3 separate regions of the Gossypium hirsutum genome follow, and regions 1 and 3 are each linked to region 2. Evidence: chromatin contacts called from public Hi-C data. All regions are on one chromosome and are shown on one strand. Each heading gives the region's core, a stretch centred on a gene start, on an enhancer-like site or on the middle of the called end of the contact. The rest is flanking DNA. Distances are from core to core; before and after follow the strand shown.

Region 1 (4,204 bases), core at 1,471-3,970, 250 kb before region 2:
TTATTGGCTTTCTCTGCAAAATCATTCATGTCACACTTTTTTTCATCTACCCCCTACTGCTTCAACTTCATCCACATGGCTGCCTGTCAATGGCTTACTTTCTTAAAGGTTTGGTTTCTTTCATCTTTTCCCTGCTTTCATTCACTCAGTCACTTCAAATCATCCCCAAAAGATTAGCGAAAACCAAAAGCAAAAAGGAAGCCATTGTCGATACTGAAATCAGCTTTGAATTTGCAGAGTTTGGTAGATAAGGATATTCCTCTGGACCTGGCATGGCGCATTCATCGCCATTGAAGTATATTTTCCTAGGGAAAGCCCAACCTTGCTTGAACGTAAATGTACTCATGTCTTTCCTAAGAATCAATTCTGATTGGACGTTTCCATCAGCTCCGGCTTCCTTTAATACGTCATTGTAGAACTTCAAGCCATAGAACATACCAGTGTCATCTGCATGTTCAAAGTTAGTCCATGGTTAGCCCACTTGTCGACTGCCTAGGGAAATTCAAATCAAAGACAAGGACTTACTTGTGTATTTGTAAGGAAGGAGGGGTTTATATTCGAAACTGAAAACTTGGGTGATGTTGTCGAGGTTAGGATGTTGAGCCACAAGTGTCCACTGCGTGTAGTTCATGGCGTAGTTGAAATTAGTGACCGTCATCTTCACTCGCCAATACTCCTTGTAATTCAGCTTCACATGCCAATGCACTCGGATGGGGCACATATGGTTGGTACACCTTATCATCGCATTCGAATTTCTACTCCTTGTTCTGTTCTTGCCAACTACACTTTCTATCTCTGCATCACCCCTGCAATTTGTAGACTAATGTCATTAGGGATGATGATATATAGTGAAATCCCATAGTTAAAAACATTTTCGTGTGGGATCAGAAAGAAGGTTTACGAGATGCAATTATTGTTGTTTTGACAGCCACAAGAACATGATGGACAAGGTGTGATTGTGGAGTTGTAAAATGAAGACATCGAGACACAACAACTCGGATATCGTGATGCCAGAATCTGATTATACGTGCATGTCACATTCCATGTCACTGCAGCACAAATTACAACACATAACTTATGTCGGGTGTAAGTATATCTGTTTTAAGTGCAAATTATCAAAAACTTACTCAATGCTTGAGTTTTTCGTCGACCATCAGGGGTGAGGAAAACAGTGGACGGCACCTTTTTAGCTCCGCTGCATGTGTAACCCAGACCAGGACCAAGCAAAGTGAAGTTCAACGGCAGGTTCACTGTTTTATTGGAAGTCCCGGCACGGCCAACACTCACCTGAAAGGACGAAACCGCGGTGGAGGAGTCTTGGCCCCATGACGACACGACGCCACCTTTGCAACAATTGGCTATCTGTTGGTTGTATGGGACGCCGGGGAGCAAGTCCACAACTGTGGGGTTTTTCTTACAGCAGTGTGGGACGTTTCCTTTGAACTTTGAACAATCTCCTTGTTCAGTGGCTTGGGCTCCCACCATTGACCAGATCACTTCTTTCTTAGCCCAAACCCAGCCTAGGGTCCAGCCAGGGCTCATTATGTGCCGATACATTTGGAAGTTGGTCATTGTTACAACTGCCTGCATACCAGATATGATATATAAGCTTGCATTTCTATTTCTTCAACTATCCCACACTCAAAAGTTATATTTACTATAAAAATGAATATTGAAAATTTTAGTATGGGATCTTATATCCAAACCAAATTTGAGTAACATAAGTGAAAAGCATTGTTTATGGTATAAAGAAAGTTTGGAACCTACCTTTTAAAAATGATTACATGAACAGTCTAATTTAAGTTTGAGTTTAATAAAAGAAACTTTATAATTACTAAATCGAAGTAATATTTGCATATGGGTATTAGGATATTGACCTGGATCGAAGCTAGAAGTTCGGTATTGTGGGGTTAAAATAAAATTTTAAAAGTTTGGAGTCAAAGGATGAAATTGATTAAAAAAAGTTAAATTGAATATTCTATAATTAGACTGGATTAAAATTGTTATTACTCTGGATTAAGCCCCTGCCAACCCTTAGCTTGGCTCTTATTTTAGGTAACTTTCAATTATAAGAAACAACTTGAAAAAGTTTTAATATATTAGTGATGGATACATATCAACATTTAACATTTGATCCATATAAATGGAAATCATTGTTTTTGGTATAAAGGAAGTCGTAATTTTGACCAAATTTATTAAAAATTTATCTTTTAAGGTGACTACGTGAACCAATTAATTAATCTTGAGTTTAATGAAAAAATATGAGTATAATAAGTGAAATGAAGTTATACTTACAACGTAACCATCCGGAGTCCAGGACATAACGTCCCATTTAATTGTTATATTTCCGTTAGGATCTAACGGATCATATGCTCCTACAACAAAAGTAGAAAAGGGAAAGGAAATTATTAGCAAGAAAACTTAATTAACTAAAACACGAATATGATTGTAGCAACTGACCTGCTTGAGAAATGATTATAGCAAAGAAAGCAACCATTGGCAGGGGGTAGGCAAATTTGTAGAACATCATTGTGCAATATCAAGAGGTAGTACGCCTTCTGTCTGTAAACAATGATACTCCTATGGGTTTATATCTATTCCCCCAACAAACAAGAATTGTTTATGACAGCCTCAACTACTGGTTTTGTTGTATATATGTGTGAGTATGACTTGGAACTTTTTTCAGACATATTCTGAGCACAATCTTCTAACTGCCGATATTCGTCAAATACAGAAACATCTTAAACTCGATTTAATCACCTACCAAACAAATGATTTCCATTTAAAATTAATTAAATTAATTAAATTGGTGGGTGTGTGAGAGCTTGCAGTTATTGAAGTCAACTCACCTAGTGATAATGACTACTCAACTGTTTCACAATTAATAATATAATAACGATAGATTGTAAAAGGGATAGGGAAATGGCAACAACAAAATTTTTAGTTTTGAATATGCAACATATGTGATAGTTTAAATGGAATAAGTGAGTTATTCAGACAAGGATTTTCCAACTTCCCATTTTGTTTTGTGTTTTAATATGGATGTTAGATGAAAGCTTTGCTTATGCTACCTCTGTTTAAAAAAAAAAGAAGTAAAATCAGCTTTGAGATTTTATGCTAACATGACCTGCCAAGTTTCCCAGTATAATTAATTATGGCATAAAACAACAAATTGTTACTACGAGTTTAGTGAGTAATTGATGTACATGACGCAGCGGGAACTTCCTAGCTTTGGGGTAATTTACCCAATTTATCCATTAACCATACACCAACTTTTTCTCTAACCATCACCATTACTTATTAAATTATGGGTAAATTTTTGTTTTTATAACTTAGTTAAAAAAGTTACAATTTGATTATTGAGCTATTCAAAAAATTTGTATTTAAGTCATTGGGATATTAAAATCAATGTTATCCCATTACCTGCACCGATTAAAAGCTTTCTGACATTTTCTCTTCTATATTTCACATTTTTTTTTATGAAATAGCTTTAAACATCATAAATCTGTGAATCAAAATTCAAATGAATTTATTCTCTGAAAATAGTTGTTAGATCACTTAGATCTAAAATATATTCTCTTACTCATCGATGGATATTGATCTACCATACTGGCCATCGAATAATCGCTTGGAGCTCACTGGTGATTAAAAAAAGAAAAATTCAACAACTCAATTGACTTAAATAAAAACTTTGAATAATTTAATAACTTAAATGAAAACTTTCAAATAGTTCAAAGATTAAATTGTAACTTTTTTAATTAACTAACCAAAATTAAACTTACCCATAGTTTAATGACTAATAGTGTAATTTACCCTAAAATTTAAGCAGTTTAGTAAGATTTATATCACAAGCTCATATAAAACTTGTTTGATAATTTTGCTTTAGTTATGCATCTAAATAGCGAGTGTCGAATATTAAACTTGATTTGATGAACGTTGCAAACAGAAATGTTGATAATTTTGTTCATCAAAACATTTTTAATTCGAGAAATGTTGATAATTTTGTTCATCAAAACATTTTTAATTCGAGAAGCATAATCAAACAATTTTTTTTTTCGATTACAAAATAACTTGTAAAAGTCTAGGTGAAACTTAACCGAGGGGTGGGGTGGGGAATCCTGTTAGCAGCTGCTGAACTTTCTCATCATGCTTCCATCTATGTTACTCCGACTATTCGGACATCTCGAGAACTGTGCAGCTTTCA
Region 2 (4,271 bases), core at 1,431-3,930:
AAAAGCTGTTTTGCTAATAAAAATTAATATAACATTGAAAAATATTTAAAACCTGAAATTGTCTGTACGAAATTGGATGTGAAGTTACGGCATCATGTACTCGTCTTCTCTGGCAAGCAGGCGAGAACATTTTGTCCCCCAAGTGAGGCAGCCCCACCCGCCGCCCCTGGTAGAGTCAGCCTACGAGGTTAACCCACTTGCCCCTACCCATTAATACCACCGCCACGTGGAGTCATAGTCGCCATGGGACCACTCACTACCTTTCCCGGACCCACCATATACAACTACTTCTTAACTACATCATTAATAGTAGGCTCTACTGTCAATACTCCCTCCATTTTGCCCGTACCTATCCCTCCCTTTTCCATTTTCAATATTTATTATTTGGTTTAATTAACATTTACATCTTTTTTTCTATTGATTTTATTTTTGATTTTTTTTTGCCATAAATCTTATTTTATTTTTCAAATTGTTTTTTTTAAGTTAACGGAAGATATTTTCATATATGAAATGTTTTTAATAAGATATAACTTATTACGTAATTAATTTAATAAAATAATCATACATAAAAAAATAATAAAATAAATAAATCATGAAGTTAAAAAAATAAATTTTAATTTATAAAAATAAAAATAATTATAAAAATTAAAATAAATATAAATATTCAGTATTTTCGATTTAATTTATTAATTATATTTTTACTTTTATATATGATTTATTTATTATTTTTTCGTATATAATTATTTTATTAGATTATCAAAGTGTTAGTAAATTATATCTCATTAAAAATATTTTAAATACTCCACATTAAAAATATTTTAACATCAAATATGTTAAAAGAATAAAAATGACAAAATATATGAACATTAGTAACTAAAAATATCATTAAACTTCATTATTTTGAGTTAGATTTATTTTATTTTATTTTAAGTTTTATGATATTTAAATTTGGATATATTCTAGTGATTAATTTTTGGGTATTATTAATCCTTCACATAATTCATTATCAAAAGTAACAATGCGTTAAATATAAATTAAAATTAAAAATAACTACATCCATATGTTTAAAATCTCCTAATATCATAATTAAATATAGATGAATATTTAAGTAAAACCATTACATTTGCCACACTCAAAACTACAAATATCAATCATAAATTAAAACCTGAAATCTATATTTTTCTCTACATTAATTGAATTCAGATACACCATCAACAAAATCCTGCTCCCCAAAATATAGTTGCATTAAAAAAAACTGGAAACATCTTCAAAAATCACCAAAATAGAACTTAAATATTAAGTAAAAAAATTAAGAAAAATTTTAAACGTTTTACACAAGAAACAGTCGGATTTATATATCAATTTAACTCTCTTTCAGTTTCTTTACTTCAAGCTTTGAACCTTTCTTTGATTTTCTTTTTCTCCATTTTTTTTCTTTGTTTCAATTTTTTTATAGTTAATAAATAATTTAAGGAGAAAAAAAAAAAGGGGGGTGAGAGTGAGACAATTTACGGTAGATAGAGGGCCGTATGATCTTGATCAGACCATTGACTTTGACTCCAATACGATTGGTCAACATCATTAGGAAGATCAAAGAACGGTTGATCTCCACACCCTTGCCAATCCAACGGTCCAAATCCACTCTCCGATCTACCATGCAAATTTGAAAGCTCAACCTGCATCGTCTGATCGAGCAATTCCCCGGTGATTTCCTCCCCTCCAACACTCATCATCTTTTGCTGCTGCCACTGTCCTTGCCCATTTAATACCGCACCGAAACCCAACGACGACGTTTCATTGTTTGACGAAGTAACCAAGCTCGTAAAACTCCCAATCTCCGGAAAAATCCCCGATTCTGATCCTTGTTCCAGTAATCCTGCCTCGAAGACTAAATTGTTAGGGTTTCCATACAACTTCGACTCGCTTACATTTATATTGTTTGAATGAGACGTTACTGCCGACACCGCATCCGCCATGCCGCCTGTAGAACTATCGTTGTTGTTTTTATTTGCCACTGCAACGTTAGAATTAGCTGCAATAAGACTCGAACTGTCGCTGCTAGAATGAGAATTCGCTTTACGTTGATCAAGGAGTTGCTGTGATTGTGGCTGTGCAGGGGCCGCGGCGGCGACTGTCGTGGATTCGGATGAAGGCTTGGTTTTCGAACGCTTGGCTTTGCGGCAACCACCACCGACGGGGACGTTACGAAGGACACCACCTTTGGTCCAGTAACGACGGCAGCTCTTGCAGAAATGACGTGGCTGAGAGAGATTGTAGTTGTTGTAGTAACAGAACTTCGTGTTAAGTGAGTCGCAACGTGGGCACTTGAGTGCCTGGTTGTTTTGTTGTTGGTGTTGCAGTCGTAACCTTCTATCTCCTCCGCCACCTCCGCCACCGCTGCTGAATACTCGGCCACCTCCGATCAAGTGGATGTCTTGCATTATTCGCAACAATATTCGCCTCCAAAGTTAAAAACGAAAATAAATAAATAAAAAGAAAACCAGTGAAGTGCACAGAAGAGGGTTTTTTTTTTTTTTTGAATTTGTAACAAATATCCCCTTGCGAATCAAATTTACCCTTTTTCGAAAACGAATTTACGTAAATTATGGTGTAGATTGTGAAAATACGAAATTAGGTTTGAGGAAATGAATTGGGAATATAAGAGAAGGGATCAGGTAGCAGGGAGGGATTAGGAAATCGATTAACAAGACGAATAAAGAGATTGGAACCGTTGATGGAGGACACGTGGAGGATAAAAAAGGAAAGGGCATTGATGTCCACAAAATAAGGTATCGAGTTGTCGGCCACCTCCCCAGTAACTGCTCGGGACTATCCTAGTCTAAGTACAACTGGTCTAGAGTGTGCCACGTTGACCATTTTTATTGGTTACATATAAAAACAACTGTACGACCTCGTTTACTGTATCTTCGCTTCTAGTCCCGTCAGTCCTCACTTCCCTGAGATTGCCAAACGCCTCGTAAGTCGAAACAAGGTTGCTTGGAAATTGATACTAGCAGATTTTTTTTTATTTTCTTTAATTTTTATAATTTATTAATTATAACTTAAATTATGTAATGATAATTAAAACATATTTAATATTAAAAACTCCCAAAGCAAAGTTGAGAGAGTGATACGATGTATTATAAAAATAAACATATATATATAAAAAGAGTTTTGGCCCGAATTAAGCGAAGGGCTAAATTAATTATTTTTTAATTAGGTTTATAAATCAATTTTTTGAAATTTAGGAAAATAGGTCGTTTTTTGAAAGAAAAACGGAAAGCGCGTCTAATTTTTCGTTTCACTCTCCTAGAGTTAAGGTTTTTAATATTTTTAGGTTTAGAATTTTTTGGATTTAGGGTTCTTTTAAAGGGTTTAGAGTTTTCGATTGAAACCGCAAAATTCCATAGGTAGTTTTGAGGAGTCAGGGATGTGATTATGCGCCTCATAACACATACATTTCATATGTCGTGACGGGATAGGATTCTGCCGATTGCGTCGCCACGTTTGCCCATAACCCAACATATGTGTCATATCTGACAGGGGACCAGAATTATGTCTGTGATTTAGCAGTATAGTAGCCTTTGGGATCGCACCCATTATAGGTACTGTTTACGATATGTCGAATCCAACTACCGTAGAAAATGGCCTTCGAAAAGTGAGTGAGATGCAGTTATCGACATGGGTATGCAATTGCCACTACCTGCACAGTCATTTTGTACCCTATTTTGTTTGTTGTTTGCTTTCATAGGTATGTTTTTCTTGACAGGTTACAAGTTTGTCCAATATCGTTTCCATGAAACGTTGAACAACTTCGGCACTATCAGCAGCTACGATGTGACATACCTCGCCAACATACCCTTCAAATAGTTGACACAATTGTATGACGGGGGTTTACGGTATGGCCATATGACGTCAAACTTAATGGAGTGTATTAATTCCGTATTAAATGGGATGTGTCATTTGCAAATAACCTCAATTGTGAAATAAACATATTTTCGCCTAACTGCATTGTTTCTAAAGAGGGCAACAGTGTACGATGGACAGATAGCGAGCGACTATACTTGGTGTGAAGATGTAATGAAAGAAATCAGACGAAATACGACGAGAGTGAACATTATGTATGCAGTGTGCCACTCACGTGGGAACCAGGAATTTCGAGTCACGAAGCACGCTAGGTCGAACCAGGACATGTTAGAGGCATCATATCGTGTCGGCCTAACATGAGGGACTTGCGATTGTGGGAGGTTCCAAGCACTTCGATTCTCACG
Region 3 (4,241 bases), core at 755-3,254, 150 kb after region 2:
AAAGCCATAAACACACTGTAACGAGGATCCTGATTTCGAAAATAGAAAAAGGCTTGTACTTTCGTAATACAGAATAAATCGATCAAAAAAGGTTGATACTTGTATTTTCATTGTTATATTTATTTTTTTGTATATTTTTATTTTACATACGTATAAACAAAAATAATAAAAGAGAGGAAAACTACCTTTTTTTAGCTTCTGAAACGCCGTAGGGTATTCCGAGGATCGTCTCCGATGACAGACGACTAGAAACCAAAGAGTTTCTAGAGTCTTTCTAGTGTTTTTTTGGTCGATTTTGGGGATTTTTAGCCCAGATTTGGGCCTGGAGGGGTCGGAAATATTAAAAAGGGAACTTTCCCTTTTTCGGCCACCGCAAGCGGTGGCTCCAGCGCCGGAAATTAGCTGCCGGCGCAGTGGTCGGTGACCGTCCGATGACCGACCGATGGTCGGAAGACTGAGGGGCTGAGAGAGTTTTTTTTTTGAAGATTTGGTTTTTTTTTTAAAATGTTTTGAAATGTAATTTTTGTTTTAATTTTGGCTTAAATAGCCAATTGAAAACGGCGCCGTTTTGAGGGAAGGATCCGCGTGTTTCTCATGCGGAGGGGCAAATTGCATTTTTGACCCCTCCGCCTTTTAATGAATTGTCAATTAGGTTTTTTTGTGTTTTTTAAATTTGTTCTTTAATTTATTTTCCATTTCAATTTAATCCTACTGGAACGGCGCCGTTTTAGAGGAGAAGGGAAAATTTCCCTTCCAGCCCCTCTATGTAATTCGCGCGTTCAATTTAGTCCTTTAATTTTTACTATTTACAGATTTTACCCATTTTTTAAAACTGCAATTCAATTTAGTCTTTTTTTTCCATCATTATTTTTTTTATTATCAATTAATAATATTTTTCCTTATATTACCTTTTAAAAAAAACCTATATATATGTATATTTTTTATGTATACATTTATTTTTTTTGCAACTAATATTTTTCTCATGTTTATGTGTATACATATTTATTTCATTAATTAACTTCGATAATGTAGATATTATTTAATTATTTTAAACCTATATATTTTTATGTGTACATGTATACATTTTTTTATTTATTTCGATCATTTGCCTATTGATTTAGGTTTACATATTTTTATTATCTTGCCCATTTATTTGATATTTTGCATGCCATTATTGTATTTATTTGTTTATATATTTGCATTATTTTTATGCTATCGTAATATTTATTATTGCATTATATATTTAAAGTGGCATAACATTACATTTTTTACTCAATTTTTTTTTAAAAATTAAACTTTTCAAAATAGAGATAATACTCGTATTTAGGATTTCTCAAGGAAATTGAGCCCTAACGTATTGGGTTCCGATTTTTTTTGAAAATATAATGATCGAGGATTGCTCTTTAAACCAACTAAAATAAGAACTCATTATTGGGAATTCAACACATTGTGTCCTAACGTATTGGATGTGACGCATTGATTTCTCGAAATGAAGATTTTTTTTAAAAATAATAAAGGAAATATTCCCAGTTTGAGATTTTAGAGGAATCGTGCCCTAACGTATTGGGTGTAATTTCTTAAATCTTGGATAAGTAGATGTTCTTTTAAAGTAAAAGAAATATTTCAAGTTTAGGATTTTAGAGGAATCGTGCCCTAACGTATTGGGTGTGATTTCTTAAATCTTGGATAAGTGGATGTTCTTTTAAAGTTTTATTGCACTAATATTTTGGCCCAATTCATTTTGGAGGAAATTAGAATGTTGTGCCCTAACGCATTGGGTGTGACATTTTTGCTTCTCTAAATTGAGAAGGGTTTTAATACGCAACGTTTTAAGTTTTTGTTAAAGATTATATTTTTAAAATTTTTGACCTTAAGACACTAATTAATCAACTTGGTACCAAATTTTGGGCATTACGAGGGTGCTAATCCTTCCTCGTACGTAACTGACTCCCGAACCTATTTTTTTCTAAAACTCGTAGATCAAAATCATTTTAAGTGATCTAATCACACCTCAATAAAAGATTGGTGATTACTTTTATTTATTTTATTTTTTAAAGTCGACAACTTAAAATTTTTATTTTTTTCAAAAAAATAGTTTCCACAAGGTTTTCATATGCTATTCCACTTTTCCACCATGAAACGCACACTTCTTCATTGGAAAACGATACCACGTGACTCCCCGTTTGAATCCTTTGGCTACATAACACTCCATAACCCTTCAACTTTCTTCATACTTCAATCTCTCCTTGTGTTCTTTTTTACATCACATGGCAACTTTGAGAAGCAGTTCCCACATTCTTGTTTTCCCTTTCCCAGCGCAAGGCCACATCATCCCTCTCTTAGATTTCACCCATCGCATAGCCTTAGCCGCCACTGACATTGATCTAACCATTACCGTCTTAGTCACCCCAAAGAACCTCCCTTTCTTAACCCAACTCCTCGCTGCCCACCCGCGGATTCCGCCTTTGGTCCTCCCTTTCCCTCCCCACCCTTCCATCCCTTCCGCCGTCGAAAACTTAAAGGACATCCCTCAACGGTGTTTACCTGCCTTAATGCATACCCTCGGCCAACTCTACCATCCTTTGCTTTCCTGGTTCCAGTCCCATCCTTCGCCTCCTTCGGCCATCGTCTCCGACATGTTCTTGGGCTGGACCCAACGTTTGGCCTCCCGTGTCGGGGCTAAACACATCGTTTTCTCGCCTTCCGGCGCCATGGCTTTGTCTATTTTGTATTCCCTGTGGATGGAGCTTCCTAGACTCGATGATCCCCGTGATCAGACGGCTGTCGTTTCGTTTGATAAACTTCCGAATTGTCCGAAATACCCTTGGTGGAAGATCTCTGGCTTGTATCGAGCTTGCGTCGAGGGAGACCCAGCCATGGAATTTATCAAAGATATTTTCCACGCGAACATCCAGAACTGGGGCCTTGTGGTCAATTCCTTTAATCAACTTGAAAGGCCTTATTTTGACCATTTGAAACGGATGATGGGCTGTGATCGAGTGTGGGCAGTGGGACCCTTACTCCCTCTCCATGACCACGATGACCTTACCGTGGCTGTTCATAGGGGTGGGTCCAGCTCGGTGCCGTTGGATCACTTGCTGACGTGGCTTGACGCGTGTGAAGATGGCGAAGTCGTGTACGTTTGCTTTGGGAGTCAAGTCGTGTTAACCAACGATCAGATGGCCGGTGTTGCATCCGGGTTGGAAAAGAGTGGTGTCCGTTTTATATGGTCGATCAAGGAGCCTTCTGTGGGACACGTGGAGGCAAATTACGGAATGATCCCGAATGGGTTCGAAGAACGCGTGGCTAACAATGGACTCGTTATCAGAGGGTGGGCCCCGCAAGTTGCTATACTGAGTCACCGAGCAGTGGGTGCATTCTTAACTCATTGCGGGTGGAACTCGGTGTTGGAAGCAGTGGTAGCTGGCGTAACCATGCTGACGTGGCCATTCGGAGCGGACCAGTTTGTGGACCAAACATTGTTGGTGGAAGAGCTAAAGGTGGGTAAGAAGGCATGTGAGGGTCCTCAAACAGTGCCGAACCCAGAGGAGTTGGCCCGAGTCTTGGCGGAATCAGTGAGCCGGGAGAAGGGAGTTGAGAGGAAAGGAGTTATGGAATTGAGAAAGGCAGCATTGGAAGCAGTAAGAGAGGGTGGCAGCTCGGCCCAGGACATGGAAGAGATGGTGAAGCAGTTATTTTGTATGCAAGCCTAGATCTAATGTCGTTTTATTACGAGCATATTTAGACCCTATTTTTCATGTTAGTATGTTATTAGAGATTCCATTACCTAATTATAACATTATATTAGTTGGGACTATGAACACTTTTAGCAATTATGTGGACTTCAAATCAAAACAGAAGTTATATGTCACTACTAATTACATAACAAATTAACTATGTGCCCAAACTTTTACATCATGGATGTATTTGTAAATGAATTAATTAATTGATGTTTAAAATATAATAATTTTAAGGTCAATAAATTGGGGGGTTTTTTTCTTTTACAACCAAACACGCCCTATTCCCATTTCCACCGGGAAGATGAAATATTTTCCCAGGCAAACAGGGGGGAGAACAATGGCGTTCCTTGGCAAGGGTTTTTTAAGAGCCGTAGCTAAAAGAGGTTTAAGTTCTCAATTTGTTCAAACCCCTTTTAAATCTCAACGCTCGTTATCGTCTTTGGATCCTCTTCCAAACAAGCTGCTTCAGTTGCCCAGCGCATTAATCAAGTCTACCCTTGA

Evidence for each region. Hi-C and Micro-C count contacts between places; a contact is called where the count stands out from the background.
Region 1: a Hi-C map of leaf shows a contact between it and region 2, with 4 times the contacts expected there. The contact joins the promoter of LOC107949772 here to the promoter of LOC107949768 in region 2. A contact is called at or near these places in 3 of 34 Hi-C or Micro-C datasets (all in leaf).
Region 3: a Hi-C map of leaf shows a contact between it and region 2, with 2.5 times the contacts expected there. The contact joins the promoter of LOC107949763 here to the promoter of LOC107949768 in region 2. A contact is called at or near these places in 8 of 34 Hi-C or Micro-C datasets (callus, hypocotyl and leaf).

Annotation. Positions count from the first base shown.
Region 1 is chrD03:39,301,110-39,305,313 of Gossypium_hirsutum_v2.1, forward strand. LOC107949772 (COBRA-like protein 4) reads right to left here and starts at 2,721. Exons shown (of 6, transcript XM_016884525.2): 1 at 2,461-2,721; 2 at 2,296-2,375; 3 at 1,128-1,584; 4 at 902-1,049; 5 at 526-806; 6 at 1-447. The coding sequence starts at 2,530. The coding sequence ends at 155. It also overlaps a transcript of LOC107949771 not described here.
Region 2 is chrD03:39,550,636-39,554,906 of Gossypium_hirsutum_v2.1, forward strand. LOC107949768 (dof zinc finger protein DOF5.4) reads right to left here and starts at 2,681. Exons shown (of 1, transcript XM_016884520.2): 1 at 1,004-2,681. The coding sequence starts at 2,441. The coding sequence ends at 1,509.
Region 3 is chrD03:39,702,072-39,706,312 of Gossypium_hirsutum_v2.1, forward strand. LOC107949763 (flavonol 3-O-glucosyltransferase UGT89B1) reads left to right here and starts at 2,005. Exons shown (of 1, transcript XM_041090105.1): 1 at 2,005-3,817. The coding sequence starts at 2,268. The coding sequence ends at 3,713. It also overlaps the pseudogene LOC107949765.